Linked DNA regions of Oryctolagus cuniculus: region 2 is linked to region 1. The links are chromatin contacts, called in public Micro-C maps. All regions are on one chromosome and are shown on one strand. Each heading gives the region's core, a stretch centred on a gene start, on an enhancer-like site or on the middle of the called end of the contact. The rest is flanking DNA. Distances are from core to core; before and after follow the strand shown.

What was found. A called contact is a pair of places that touch in the nucleus more often than the background predicts.
Region 2: a contact with region 1 is called in a Micro-C map of ear pinna, with 3 times the contacts expected there. The contact joins the enhancer-like site here to the promoter of KLF6 in region 1. A contact is called at or near these places in 3 of 6 Hi-C or Micro-C datasets (ear pinna, psoas muscle and an unstated tissue).

The regions. Positions count from the first base shown.
Region 1 is chr13:92,835,105-92,837,804 of mOryCun1.1, reverse strand. It overlaps KLF6 (KLF transcription factor 6), which reads right to left and starts at 1,290. Exons shown (of 4, transcript XM_002720810.5): 1 at 908-1,290. The coding sequence starts at 1,111.
Region 2 is chr13:93,538,911-93,541,610 of mOryCun1.1, reverse strand. No RefSeq gene overlaps it. Among named protein-coding and RNA genes, the nearest start is that of PITRM1, 100 kb to the left of the region's middle. Within about 2 kb of position 1,295, at least 1 of the 8 cell types and tissues checked has an H3K27ac peak or open chromatin away from gene starts, as enhancers often do.

The DNA.
Region 1 (2,700 bases), core at 41-2,540:
GCTCGTCAGGGCAGAGACACAACACGGGGACCCTCCTGCTATCTTTTTATAGACAATGGGGCAAGTGTTGGAGTCTCTCTCCTCAGGCAATCCGAGGTTTTTAGAAGGAGAAAAAAAAAATTAAGTTTCTAAAATTCCCAATGCCCCACATTCCAGTTCCAGTAAAATGCCGGAAACAGGGGTTCTTCTTCCCAAACTAAGACTTGAGGCAATTAGGAAGGGCTGCCTGTCATATGACTGACAAGTCACTGGTGTGTGCAAACAGTTTTTTTTTTTTTTCCTGGTCAACAAGAGAAGCAAGTAAGAAAAATAAGACAGAGCTAGGTTCATGTTAAGAATTCCAAACAAGGAAAACAAATGGGAAATGCCCTAGATCTATGTTTCGTTGTCAAAAATGTTAAGATTAAAAAAAAAAAAAGCTGTATGGATACACACCAAACAGCAAAACAAAAACAAAATCTTAAAAAAAAAATGCCTTGGCAGTCCGTGCGAGTGCGTTCATATGACAACGTCCAGCTGTGGAGTTTGGACCCGGTACAAACGCCAGACTCGTGCCAAGGGCTCGGGCCGGGATCAGGCCGAGGAGTTCGGGTTTCCCCCGGGGTGGATGCTCCAGACGCTCGGGTGGCAGGGAAAAAACACGCCGGGCACCGCGGAGCCGGGCTCGCTCGGCTCGGCTGTCAACTCCGCGGCGCGCTGCAGAGCGACCCCCGAGCGTGCCGAAGGGCGCTCCGAGATCAGGATTTCCATGTTTTTTTGTTTTTGTTTTTTTTTTTTTTAAATGACTCGAACCACAGCAATCATCCTCATCCAAAGCTGCACCTCCGAGCACACACCACCCTGCCTGGCGCCTCCACGCACTCCCTCCTCGGCGCCCTGGACACGTGAGAAAAAAATCCCTATTTACCTGTTGCCAATATTCCTCCAGGGACGGGAGAGCCGAGAAGTAGCCCGTTTCGTGCACAATCTGGAGTTCCTGGAAGATACTGCACATTGGGAGCACATCCATGTCGGGTTGGAAAAGACAGTCCCCGCTGTCGGGAACACGGGGAGGTGTGCGTTCTGGAGTCGGAGCCGAAACTCTCCCCGCCAGGGCAGGTGAAAGTTTCATGCAAACTCAATCAGACGCCCCGGTCCGGACCCTCCCGCAGCCCGCAGCGCGCGCGCGGAGCCCACACAATATTTGCAAACACCGGACTGACTGCAAACGTAACCCCTGCAAAACTTCCCTATTCAAAGCTCCTCTGCCAGCCTCCCCCCTCCTCCCCGGGCTGGCTCCCCCCACTCCCCCTCCCCCCACGTGACTCGCCGCGCGCCCGCCCCGCGCGCTGCCCAATCCGGTCGCGCCCGGTCCGAGGGCCGCGCGCAGATGATGTCAGCTCCGGCCAATGGCGAGCGACATCGCGCAGCGGCCCCGCCTGGCGTGACCGAGCCTCTCCATCACAGCCCTCCTCATTGGCTCAATTCGAACTCTGCCCTCTCTGATTGGAAGGCGGCCTCGCAGGCTATTTTTAGCAGGGTATATAAGACGCGGGCCGTCGCGCGCCGGAGGAGTCGGTGCTGGGAGGTGCGCGGCCGAGCGCCGTCGTCGGCCGGCGGTCGGGGAAGCCGGGCTGAGGGAGCCGCTTTGGGGGGAACCGTGCCGGACTGCGCCCGCCCGGGCCCCTGCGTATCCGTCGGTGTGACCCTAGCCGGGCCCGGCCGGGTCCGGCAAAGCACCCTACGCAAGCTTGCTCCCTGGCGGCCGCTCCGTCCGTCTTTGTCCCACTCAGCTGCGTCCGGTTCCCCTCCGTTCTCACACCCGCGGCGTCCCACGCGGTCCCTTTCGCGCTGGTGCTCCGTCCCCCTCCCTGTGCAGCGCGCGGGGCCGCGCTGGCCTCCGCGGGCTGTCCCTGTCTCCCCCGGGGTCCCGGCTTCCGGCCCGTCCCTCTGTGCGTCCCGCTCCGCAGGACTGCTGCACGGAGCCGGGGAGGGGGCGCGCGGGGCGCAGGTTTGCTGAGGGGACCGCAGGGTCGGCTGGCGGGGACCTGGGGGACGGGTCGTGGGCGACCCTCCACCCCCTCCCCCGGGACCCTGCGTGAGGGGAGCCTGGGGCCCGCCCCCACCCGAGGGTCCCTGCGCTGCGCTGCCCACCCTGGGGCCGGCGGCGGGCACCGTCAGGTGCACACATCGGTTGAGCCTGAGGTTCAGGAAAAGGATCGAGGAGCCAGTGCGCTCAGATTCTGTGGAGCGAAGCTTACCTCTGCTTGTTAGAAACGCAGCGTCTAAGGTCTCCAACCCTGCTCGTGTGTTTTCATAAGCCCCCAGTAGTGCCAGCTGAAGTTTGAGGACCAGGCGTGTATAGCTTAAACGTCCTTTTGTTTGTTGTCATACAATAACCCTCATTCTGTGAAAATGCGGTGTTTACTTCTGATTGGAAGAAATCTGTTTATGTTGCAGAAGGCAATCTCAAAGAACCCTCACCAAGGTTAACAACTAGGTTTTCCCACGAATGTGTAAACAATTCAAATTAGGTTGAGACTCTCATTCAGTGTGTGTGTGTGTGTTTAATAAAAATTATCTCCTAAAATACACTGTTATGTTCATCTTAAAGAAAAATTCCAGGAACATGAAGAATAAGCATTTTTAAAATTCAAAACAGAAAACAATTATAACCACTAATTTAGAATAGAGTGTGATTAATACCCTTTTTTAAATATT
Region 2 (2,700 bases), core at 46-2,545, 700 kb before region 1:
CAATGACTCCTTGTTCATTTTGTTTGCATGAGACAGGGTGCCTTTGCTGTCATTTCCAGGGTCTTCCAAGACTTGGGAACAGGTTCACAGAGCTCACATGGCCTATGAGATCTCAAAGTTCAGAGATAAAGGGACTCCATTTTCCTCTCTCTTTTGCACATTTTCATCAAGATGTTCATCTGCCGCAGTGAAATGTTTGGTAGTGCCTACGCATCAACGCCGAAGCCATTCGCATCCAAATACTCAGGTATGAAACACTTGCCGTCGGCGAGTGGGCACTAGGTGGCGCCGTCTCCCTCGTAATGCAAGCGCTACTCCCTCTTCAGCAGCCCTGAAATGGACCAGAAAGAAATTTTCCAGGTTTCAAGGAAACCATCCTTTCTAATAATAATGAGATGGTAATTAGTAGGGGAAATGGCATAAAATTATTTCACCATTTAATGAAACCATGATTTTCGGCTACAGAAAAATGTCTTTTTTAAAAGTTCATTCAGCAAGCATGTAAAAATGTCCAGGCTTCCTTGCCTGCTTTAGTTAGTGGCCATGCTTAATGATCACCACCACCTGTTCCCTGATCAGCTTCATCCATCGTCATAGAAAGGTCAGGGGTTCACATCTTGCCCCAACAGACTTTTAAGGGCAGTCTGCAAGATTCCTGAAGAATGTGTATGTGTGTGTATTGGGGGGGTGACCCCAGATAGAACAAAGACCTGAGAGTAGACTGAAGCCCCTGCAGGTGATCTGGCAGCACTAAGCAGGTGCGGGCAGGGGGCCAGACATACCTCTGTCCTTTCTCATACAACCTATCTCTAGTTTAAGGATGAGAAAAACAAGTTTAGGTAATTTTGTAACTTTTCAAAGTCAACATCAAAATCAAAATGACTTTTGAAATTTAGGTCTATTTGTCTCTAACACTCACACTCTGTGCCTGCCCTCCATCTACCAATTGTTAAGGGATGTGAAAAGGAAGAGCAGGCAGAAACAGAAAGAATTATTTCTTAGGGAAAACCCAAAGGTAAAGGGGTTTGTGCTGAGTGAATCCAAAGCTCTCTTTACAATCCACCCATTGGGTAAGGGGACAGATTTCATACAGATGATAGAACAAGATCACTAAGGCTTTGCCAAAAAGGATGCTTTGTGAACGAATGAAGATGAAATGAGAATGAGCTTGGGACAAATGAGTTTGGCAGTACAGGGAGAGGAACGTGAAGGATTCCCCCACAGCCAGCATCTATCAGCCAGGGAGTAAAAATAGATGGAGGCTGGGCTTGGCTTTGCTATTGTCTCCAAGCCCTGCCTTGTGAAAGCTCTCGCATCATTTCATGCCGCAGACTGCCTCATCCTCCTACACCACGATGTGCTTTTCTGCACACGGAGAAGTGATGATTCCTAGCAGCCTTTGTGGTTACTCACCGCTTGCCATCCTGAGATGTGGCCTGTTCCAGACACCTAATCACAGATTTACAGATCTGCCACTGAAGGTTGCACGTGCAAGCTAAATAATTTCTTATTAAGGATCATTCCAAATAGCTGTGGCCTGACTTCAACGCTGTGGAATCCACAGTGACTCTGCACAATAAATGAGGTTCTTTTCTACTGTTTTATTCTGCAATTTGGCACTAGCTACAGGGGGCCCATACTTGTACTTCTAGGAACCACAGCCCAGCATCATTAAACGAGGTATTATTTTGTGTTTAGTAGAGCACTAAATTGGTGATATATAGTTGTGATTCTGCTAGTGAGTATCCATGTTACCGTGGCAACAATAGTATGCCATATTAGGTTGTCCTGGATGTTTCTGGGAGCAACCAGGTCTCCATAAATTCCCCCATTTACTTTGGAAACCCTAATAGCTCGTGTTTATGCATGCTGAATAAAATTAGCCATATTAGGGCTCCAACACTGCGAATGCATCCAACTCTGTTATTATGTCAATTTACTACATGTTCATGAAGCATTAGCATTAAAATAAAATAGACAATTAGTGAACTGCAAGTGACTAATGCACCTATATTGTACAAATTCGTCTTTTCATATTCAAAGCATTTGTAAGAACTCCAAGTTCTGCCTACTCAGCCACTAACCTCGGGGCTCTGCATCTGAAACTTGCCGCACACCCGTGCACATGTACTCTTTTACACATTCCATGCATGCACACTCACACTGACACATGCACCAGCATGCATGCATACATGTGCATACCTGTGCACACGCGTGCACACACACACACGTGTGCTCACACAGATCCCTGTAAGAATGAGTCACATTTACCAGGAACAGCCTCTGCTCAATCAGCCATGTCTGGCTGCATGAGGAGAAAACAAACGAATGGCACTGGGAAGGGAACTGGAGGAAAGCAGGTCACTGTGTGTCAAGGACTGAGGATCTTGACCAGAGAAAGCCAGGCAGTCACTCTGATCAAGCATTTGCTTCCCTACTTCGCTCTGTTTTGTTGACCTAAGTCATTCACCTTGGGTATTTAAATAGCAGGGGCTTCTTTAAAGAGTACTTAGTGTGTGTGTGTGTGCGTGCACACACAGAGTCTGGATGTGTGTCTCTGTGTGTTGTGGGAGGAAGAGAGGGACAAAAGGAGAGGGGAGGAAGAGAGAAAAGGAGGGGACAGAGCAGGAGGAGGTGGGAGTAGGGCTCAGTGGACAGGTGGGTATCACATCGGAAGGGAGAGGCTCTGCCTGAGGTATG